Regions from separate parts of the Cricetulus griseus genome. Here region 2 is linked to region 1. Evidence: chromatin contacts called from public Micro-C data. All regions are on one chromosome and are shown on one strand. Each heading gives the region's core, a stretch centred on a gene start, on an enhancer-like site or on the middle of the called end of the contact. The rest is flanking DNA. Distances are from core to core; before and after follow the strand shown. Region 1 has its middle 42 kb from the start of Fastkd2. Region 2 holds the start of Klf7 (Krueppel-like factor 7).

What was found. A called contact is a pair of places that touch in the nucleus more often than the background predicts.
Region 2: a Micro-C map of the CHO-K1 cell line shows a contact between it and region 1, with 2.7 times the contacts expected there. The contact joins the promoter of Klf7 here to the enhancer-like site in region 1. A contact is called at or near these places in 2 of 8 Hi-C or Micro-C datasets (the CHO-K1 cell line and fibroblasts).

The regions. Positions count from the first base shown.
Region 1 is chr2:417,880,478-417,885,243 of CriGri-PICRH-1.0, forward strand. No RefSeq gene overlaps it. Among named protein-coding and RNA genes, the nearest start is that of Fastkd2, 42 kb to the left of the region's middle. Within about 2 kb of position 2,869, at least 2 of the 6 cell types and tissues checked have open chromatin away from gene starts, as enhancers often do. A contact at or near this core is called in the CHO-K1 cell line and fibroblasts, where this site is marked.
Region 2 is chr2:418,181,447-418,186,212 of CriGri-PICRH-1.0, forward strand. Klf7 (Krueppel-like factor 7) reads right to left here and starts at 2,566. Exons shown (of 5, transcript XM_027397088.2): 1 at 2,502-2,566; 2 at 886-1,125. The coding sequence starts at 987.

The sequences.
Region 1 (4,766 bases), core at 1,619-4,118:
TCCATTGTATCCCTACATTGACCTGCCAATAGGGCAGACCCTGGGGAACATATTCAAGACAGTAGCACCTCTTGACATTTGGGGCCTGAGTGTCTTCATTTGCACAAGTCAAATGATCACGGCTCTGTGGCAGTGCGAGGTCCAATAGAATCTTGCTCACATCACTCTGCTTACTTTGACACTGACTTTTCTGCCTCTCTCTTCTACTTTTAAGGATGCATGTGGTGAGAGTGTACCCTCTCTGGTAAGCCAAGGTCTGGTAAGCCTATTTTAAAGGCAGGTAATTAGCAACCTTCATTCTATTCATAATCTCATATGGGTTTTTTTTTTTCCCTTTCCATGCAATATTTGGCATGAGTTAGTCAACACCTATAGTTTGCTGACGTTTTTGTTGGAATTTTTGCTATTGCTGTGATGAAACACCATGGCCAAAAAGCAAGTTGGGGAGAAAGGGTTTATTTGGCTTACACTTTCATATTGCTGTTCATCATTGAAGGAAGTCAGGACAGGAACTCAAACATGGCAGAATCCTAGAGGCAGGAGCTGATGTAGAGTCCATGGAAGGGTGGTGCTTACGGGCTTGCTTCCCATGACTTGCTCCAATGCTTTCTTATAGAATCTGGGACCACCAGCCAAGAGATGGCCCCACCCACAATGGGCTGGACCCTCCCACATCAGTCACTAAGAAAATGTCCTACAGGTGGATCTTATGGAAGCACTTTCTCAATTAAGATTCCCTCCTTTCAGGTAACTATAGTTTGTGTGTCAAGTTGACATAAGACTAGCCAGGACAATATGCTTATCAAATATTTTTAGTTTCCTTCTTAAAAGTTATATTCTTCCTTAGTCATATGTTCCCTCCTCCCTCTCTTTACCTGAATTCCAAAAGCTTGACTTGGCTCTTGGTTGTCGATCTGTGTGTCTAGTTCCATAAATTACTGGATGATGAGTCTATGATGATATTTGGGGTATTCATCAATCTGATTACAGGGGTAGACCAGTTCAGGCATCCTCTCTACTATTGCTAGGAGTCTTAGTTGGGTTATTCCTTGTGGATTCTTGTGAGTTACCCTAGCACCAGGTTTCTCCCTAGGAGAAATATACAGAGACAGCTGAAACAAGCTTGTGGAAACTCATGAACTCTAGGCCTATAACTGTGGAGATGACAGGGGGCTGAACTAGGCCCTCCATATGTGGGAGACAGTTGTGAAGCTCAGACTATCAGAAGGGCCCTGGCAGTAAGACCACAATACAATCCTGGTCCATGAGCTGGCTTGTTGGAGCCCATTCCCTATGGTGGGATGCCATGCTCAGTCTTAATGCATAGGAGAGGGGCCGAGCTCTACCCCAATCTATTTTGCCAAACGATGTTGACTCCTCATGGGAGCCCTTACCCATGAGGAGGAGTGGACTGGGGATGGGCTGGGGGGAGGTGAGGAGAATGGGAGGGGGTATGGGAGAAGGGAGAACTGTGGTTGGAATGTAAAATGAAATAAAAAAATTAAAAATGGAAAAATGTATATTCTTTGTTAAATTTATACCCATGTGTTTCATTCTGGGGTTATTAATGATAAAAGTAACTTTAAAAGATTTTTGCATAATTATTCATTCATTAATTGTTCACATGTAGGAAGACATTAGCTTTCCTGTGTTAATTTTGTGCTCATTTGGGAGATGGGGTATGGGTTACTTTGGGACTGAATGTGGGATTTTGTGCAAGCCACACAACCACTTTACCAGTGAGCAAAATCCCTGGTCCTCTATTTACACTTTATTTTTAGGCAGAGTCTCACTAAGGCACCCCAGGCTGGCCTTGAACTCACCCTGTAACCCAGGCAGATCTTGACCTTGCCATTCTCTTGCCTCTTCCTATCATTGCCTATCAAGTAGCCAGAGTTCCAGACTTGCACCACCAGACCCAGCAGTTTCTTTGATATTTTCTATATAGCTGCTTATCAATGAACAAGGATAATTTTATTTGTTCTTTCCCAATCACTGTACTTTTTATTTCTTTTTCTTGTCTTAGGGCTCATATGTTGTGAGAAGCTGTGATGACAGGACAGGGCTCACGTTTGCCTCATTTCTTATCTTAGCAGGAATGCTTCTAGCTGGTTAGAAACCTAACATCTGTAGGGCCACTCCTCTTACCAGGTAGCATAGCATTTGCTTGGCTTCTGAGGGTGAGGGGATCTTTGGGGATGAAGGAAGAGGTCTGTACTCTGTTACCATTCACAATAACTACTAAGGAGCAATACTGAGACATTCCAACATCCACATTTGCTGTAGTATTAGCAATAGTATACTTACTCCGCCAAAGAATGGCTCCAACAGAATATAGAAGAGAGAAGGCTGGCTGCATCACGTGTTCTTCTGTCTGCCTAGCTCTTTTGCTGCCTTTCTGAGGTATTTGGGCCTGTGGTTGCCACTCATATCTGGCTCTTTTCCATCAGATAGAGGTCCACTTCCTAAGGCTTTTGCTTTTAATATGTTTTCAACTGCAAGAAACATTATTTTATTGGCATAACTTTTAAAATCTGCTTGGGCAAAGTGGACTAATTCTTAAAGCCCATTGTGTGAGCCTGGAGGTGACAATAGGGCTTCACACTATTCTTCAAAGGGATAATGTTTTCATACAACAAGGTAATGTTAGCCCTCTCGACCCTGCACATATAGGCAGTGAGGGGCTTGCCTACTCTCTAGTTCCCTAAACACAGAATTAAAGAGGATATTCTTTTGCTTGGGTGTCAATTAGTAAGAAGGAAAGCATTCTGACCATTTCCACCCTGGAGACTGTGGCCAAGGAAGACCACAGCATCTGCTCTCTGGAAGTCTCATCTACTTGCCGCAGTTGAGGTGTGGCTCTGGGTAATGTCAGGCAGATGGCCAAGAGGACATGCCTTCCCCGTCTCTTCCCTTATGAGTCACTAGATTCTCCCTGCTCTTTCCCCTTCTCATTAACACTTGTTTACTTTTACTGTTTTTGTTTTGTTCTATGTTTTTCGTTTTTCCTAATAATTTGTTCTAACTCTCACTACTCTCATTTTTTCTGGGCCTTTTTGCACTCCTCTGATTTAATCAATATGTTTTGCTAAAAGAATTTAATACTGATTCTTCTCTGAGAACAAATGCTCTTCCAAGATAATTGTTTTCCAACTTGATCTGCCTGAGGAGAGTGTGGATGAATCCCTCCTCAGATGCATTAGCAAAGAGCAATGAGCATGACCTGAAGAATGAGAGGTAACGGCACTCATGATGAGTAAATGGCCAGATAGCCACTTACTTGTATTTCTCCTGCTATTTCCATCTAGGGTTTTTAAGCCAGTCACTTGCTAATGTGTGGATTTCTCACCTCAGAGAAGGAAGGGACTGTGAATCCATGATTTTGATGTGAAGGAAGGAGAAATCCATGATTTTGTTGGTTTCCATTTTACCCACATTGACATCTTTTGAAGATAGAAGCTGTCCTTGCAGTTGCATCAAAGAAGACAAATGTTGTTGTTTACTGACAGTAAGAGAAGTGGGAAGAGGAAAGCTCCTACACAGCTGGGGTTGTCCTTTGGACTAAAGAGCAGTCAATGCCAGAGCAGTTTAGTAAATGATACTATTTATAAAATAATGGCTTTACTGTTGAGTTAAAAGATGGACAGCAGGAGGCTGGAGAGATGGCTCAGTGGTTAAGAGCACTAGCTGCTTTCCCAGGTGTCTTGGGTTCGATTCCCAGCAACCACATGGTGGCTCACAACCATCTATAATGGGATCTGATGCCCTCTTCTGGCATGAAGGCATACATGCAAGTAAAGCACTTACATGCCTAAAATAGATACATGCATAAGTAAAAGATGAATGGCAGGCTCTTTACCTCTCCTTTTCAGCCCTTTAAAGTATTTCCAGTCCTTCAGACACACAACTAGAATCCACTGAAATTCCCCCTTTTCCGTCTTAATGCTCATCTCCCCATAGTCTCGGTTCCCAGAGGAATGGACTCAGTCAGCATCAATGAGGATGAGATTAGACCAAGGGTTTTCAGTGGCTAAGCTGTTGCCTCTGCAGTCAGACTAACTTAAGGTTGTGTCCTGATGCTGCATCACTAGCTGTGTGGGCAAGTTTCTTAACTAGCATGAACACAAGCAGCATCCAGCTTCAGACACGTTGGGGAGTGAAGGGTGATATCATCAATAATAATGGCAGAAAAATCGAAAATAATTATAGCAGGGTGACAGGTACAGATAAAAGTGACTGTGGTCAAATCAGGATGCCTCGCCCCAAACTCTCAGCAAGATGGACCCTTTCCTCTGAAAGGCATGTGGGGCAATTATGAAGATCTGAAAAATTGCCACCTGTGATAATGAACAGGGGATGCTTAGCACAGAGCCTGGTGACACTAAAAGTCAGGGGGTGTTAGTTATTATTGTAAGTACATACCCACTCTTCATATCCCTCAGGGCAATCTGGGATGTTGAATAGTGCCAACAGCTAATAGCTACTGCTTGATTATTTTGCAGAACCTACCAAAATAGTCTTGTATTTATTTCCTTTAGAAATAATATACTGGAGTTGTGTAGCAACTCCATGCTTCCACCTAGGAGTGCGTGTGTGTGGGAGTGCGGACATGCGTGTTCATACACATACATGTACATACCTGTAGAGAAGAGAAGTTGACATCACATGTCTTCTTTGGTTGTTCTCTACTTTGGTTTTTGAGCAGGATCCTCAATGGCCAACCCCAGAGCTTTCCATCTGGCTAGACTCTTTGGCCAGCAAGCATC
Region 2 (4,766 bases), core at 1,316-3,815, 300 kb after region 1:
TTTTCCACTTCACAAAGCCCAGTGAACTTGTCCCCAGTCAGGCTTCCATCTCCCTTCCATGCCAAGCCAACTTGGCACCAGTACCCTTCAGCATCCTAGGAGTTTCTTAACTAGTCCTCTAAGACAAAGTCGGAAGCACGGAGCACACACACCACCCTTTGTCCAAGGTAGTGCTAACCTGAGAGGCACCTCAAACAAAAAAGAAAAACAAGGGCACAGTATTGGCTGATCTTTCTGGAGGCGTTAGCTGGGGAAACCTACAATGCACTGTCAGTCTAAGACAGACACATCTTCCCATCTTCCTTGTACATGTCCTTAAGCATCTTTTGTCACCCGGCGTCTCTTCTTACAGCTCACCTTCTAATCTAAATATCATGCTCCTGTTCTTTATTGACACTCGCTAAATAACTGGGGGAAACACTCCGTGCCCCCCCCCGCCCGCCCCCACTGACGGTCCTCAGAGCCAGCTGAAATAGATGAACCTGATTTAAGTACCAAGAAGGTCAGAACTCCTGGATTTAGGAACGTGGCATCCTGTCAACCATTGCTCAACCACCTTCCCACCCGGCTCCTCCAAACCCCAGAAGTTCGCCAGCAGGTCTCTGCTGGGGGACAGTGAGCTCGACAACGTGTGCGCAAGGATGTGTGTTGGTGACAGAAACACAGGCAGCTAGGACCGGCTCAGCTCAGCACACCAAGGGGTTAGGGATGGGTGGAGAGGTAAGCGCATATGATTGTTTCAGAAAACATTTTAAACAACACAGAGACAAAAATAAATTAAGAAAATAAGAAAAAAATTAAAATTCAACTCAAAGCCCACACCAACGCAGCCCCTGCGTCTCCGCCGCCGCAACACGATTTACACAAGTAATTTAAATCATTCACCTGCTGCCAGGTCTCCTCCAGGGATGGCAAAGCTGAGAAGTAGCCGGTGTCGTGGACAAGTTGTAGCTCCTGGAATATACTATAACTAGCCAACACGTCCATGCTGCTGCTGCCGGGCAAAACCGGAGGAGAAACCCTCCCCCGAGCTCAGCTGGGTCTGTTTGTTTGTCAGTCTGTCTGGCTCACCCCCCAAGAAGGCAGACATCCAGTGGCCCTTTTGTTTTGTTTTGTTTCAGTCAACTAAAAAAAGGAGAGAGAGAAAAAAATCAATGCAGGAGAGAGGGAGAGAGGAGGCGAGAGAGGAGCGAGTGAGCGGGGTGGATGGAGAGAGGGATCCAGCGTGTACAGTGCAGATGACTGCCAGGAAAAGGGGACTTCACGGGAGTAACAATTCCCTTCCAGGGCTCTAATCACTCCAGCTCGTGGATCAGGAAGGGGGACGCACACTCACTGACACGAAGCTGCCATCTATATCTGCAGCGCTGTTCGCTCCTAATGCAATCTTTGCTCTTTATTTTGGGAGGTTGCATTTTTTTCTCGCGATCGCTTCTCTCCCCCCCACCCCTTCCCTTCCCTCCCCACCCCAACCCCATCCTCGCTAGTTTGTAGTCCCCCCCACACACTTGTCTCCTCCTCCTGCTCTTCCCCCTCCCCAAACTCCCTCCCTCCTCCCGGCTCTGCGCGCAGCCGTGGGATCTCGGAGGAGGGCGTCCATTAGGCCGCGTGTGACCATGTAAGGTAAACAGGGGGCTCATGAAGTCACTGAGGACCAATGCGGCACTCGGAGCGAGCCCTGGGGCGGGGCCCAGCCCCGACGGCGGCCTCCGATTGGCGCTGTAAGGATCTCCCTGCTGCCTTACAAGGCGGTGCAAAGCAAGCTATTTTTAGAGGGCTATATAAGGGGGCTGAGGCGGCCGCCGAGCAGCCGGGGAGCTCGAGCGCGCCGGGGAGGGCCGCTGCGACACTAGCGCTGGCTCCCGGGACGCCGGGGCAACCGGTCTCGGCTGCGCTCTGGCCTCCGACCCTCGCTGACGGACTCTCCCGAGCCGTTGGTGTCCGGACCCCGTGCGGATCCGAGAAACGGGTCGCCGCGGCGGCCGATCGGGAGATGCGATCCCCGGTGCTGGGTTGGGATGCCTCCTGCGGGAGCAGCCGGTTGAGCGGCGGCGCATCCGTCTGGGGCAAGTGGCTCTTTGCACACTCGGTCTCCACGCCAAGCATGGGGAAGAGGGCTGCGAGGGAGAGGCCAAGCTCAGGGCAGCATCACATACCCAAAAGTAAACCTCAAAAGCCCCTTCCGAATTCCCCACAGGGTGCAGAAGTGAAGCGCCAGAGGAGGAAGTGCCTCACAATGGCAGAGAACAAAGGCGAGCTGCACAGATACGCGGCCTGCGCCCGCCCCCGACGCTGCACGTTATCCCCGCCCCGGCCCGCGCGCCTCCGTGCGCGCCGCCGATCGCCTACCCCCCCCCCCCTCCGGTTCATCTGACCCGAACCCTAGCCCTGGCTCCGGGACTGGTGCCCGACATCCTTGAGTGTGCGGAAAAGAGAATAGATGGAGCCTGAGTGGAATTAGGGTGCACACTGGAGCGGGCAGCTAGCTAGCCGGTCCTTACACGAGGTTTATCCAGTAGCTTCCTGGGGTCGGGCAGACAGAGCTGGGATGGTGCAGGGCTCTAGAGATGTAGAGATTCTGCAAAGTCGGAGATGGAAACCTGCGCAGTGCACGTGGTTAAGAGTTGCCCAATTGCTTGACCTTAAATGGCTAGTGTGGCACAAGCTTCTCCAAAATACACCGAAAGCTGGACTACTTTCGGAATGACTGCAGAATTCGGCCCTTAGAGACAAGAAACTTCCTTGTACCTTCAGTGGTACAAGGAAGAAGACACGATTTTACTAACTCCATACCTTTCCCGTGGTTGATAACAATGTTCCCCATTCTCCAAAGAAAATTAAACAAATTACAAAGATGGAAGAAAAGCTGATTTATTTACTCTTCAGTGCCAGAGGCTCTGTTGGTCAAAGTAACAAAGTTAATTGTATAATTGATGTCTTGCTTGCAAGAACGCTACTACTGATGGGCTGCATGACTTAAGCAAATGGCAGAGTCAGGCTTCTGCCTACCCATCATGGGAACAAGAATGCAAATCTCTGCCTTTATTTGTCAAAAGAGACAAAATACTGTTTACAATTCACCTAGTATAGTATGGCACTATTAGAGGTACTAAATGTTAGCTGTCACTGTCTCCAGACTTTAAGCAAGGAAATTAAATAGTATCTGAACTAATAGGCTTCCTAGGGAACAGACCAGGGTCTTGGAAAAGAAAGCAAGGTAGCAAGCCCTTTCATTAATTTGTTAGGCGCTCTCACCCCAACACTATCTTATGATAGGGTTTGGGCAGAAATCCATTTAGAGAGCCTAGTGCCAAAGATGTATTAGTGAGTAGTAAGCGAAGAAAAAGAACTTGGATACAGGAGGCAAACATCAAGGCAAGATCACATAATTTGCTGTTTAAGGCCCAAGGGAATTTAATTTTTGTATTTTTACTATTACTGCTTTTGTTTGGTTGGTTTGGTTTGAGACAGGGTTTCTCTGTGTAGTCATGGCTGTCCTGGAACTCACTTTGTAGAGCAGGCTGGCCTCAAACTCACAGATCTGCCTGCCTCTGCCTCCTGAGTGCTCCACCACACCTAGCTTATTACCATCTTTGAACAAAATATATGTTAACTTTTGAAGGTTTTGTAAACAGTTATCACACATTATACTCTATGTACAGAATGTCTGTGTCTTTTAACCCTCAGGACAACTCCAACATAAGGATTCTCATTATTCTAACTTAATGGATGAAGGTCTCCTGGCTTAGTATATAAATTGACCATGGTCAGATAGGCAGGAAGTGACCTGGCAGAGCTTCAAGTCTGTGAGTGCTGGACTTAAAAGATTTCTGTATGAGGCTTTGCTTGGCAAAACATTGGGTTTCTTGGTTTTAAGTTAAGGTATGTTTATAAAAATTGCTCTAGCGGGTTGGAGGACTGCCATTGAAGCTTTCTCCATGTAACTTTTAGGCACCCGACCTACAAAAAAATGTTCAACGAAGTTTTACAAAGTAAATCTTACAAATAACATTTTGAGTTCTTTTTCAAAATATTATAGAGCATTCAAGAATTTGTTCTAAGAGATGTATGCAACAATGTAGTCCAAAAGGTATGCTGTCAACATTCATCATACTTAGAAACTTTGCTTTTTTTCATTTTAATTAAATTCACTCCCCTTTCCTCCCTTCAACTCCTCCCATGCCCTGCCTTCAAATTATGGCCTCTTTTTCTTTGTTATTGTTACATTTATATATGTATATATGTGTGTATGTGTAGTAAGTATATATATAATATATAAATATAACCCAATCAGTCCATTTAGTGTTGCTCACACATGGTTTTAGGGCTGACCAATTGGTACTGGCTAACCAACAGGAAGCTCATTCCTGGAGAAAACTGTTTCTCCTCTTCTCAGCATACTTTAGTTGCCTGCATTCGTTGTCTAGGGGTGGGACCCTGTGAGATTTCCCCCTTCCCTGTTAGCGTGTCTTTTGGTGTTGTGCTTGTTCAAGTCCTGAGGCCTTGTGGGTGATGCTCCCTGTCATTTCTAGGAGACACAACCTCACAACAGATTTCCTGGTCCATACTCTTTCTACCTATTTTTCTTTGGTGTTTGCTGAGCCTTGGGGGCAGGAGGTTTGTTGTAGATGTAGCAACTGAAGCTGGGCATCTCGAGATTCTCTGTTCTCTGAATATTGACAAGTTGTGGTTTTCTGTTATGGTGTCTGTCTGTTGTAACAGGACATTCCTTTGATGAGGGGTGACAGCTTCATTCACCTGTAGGT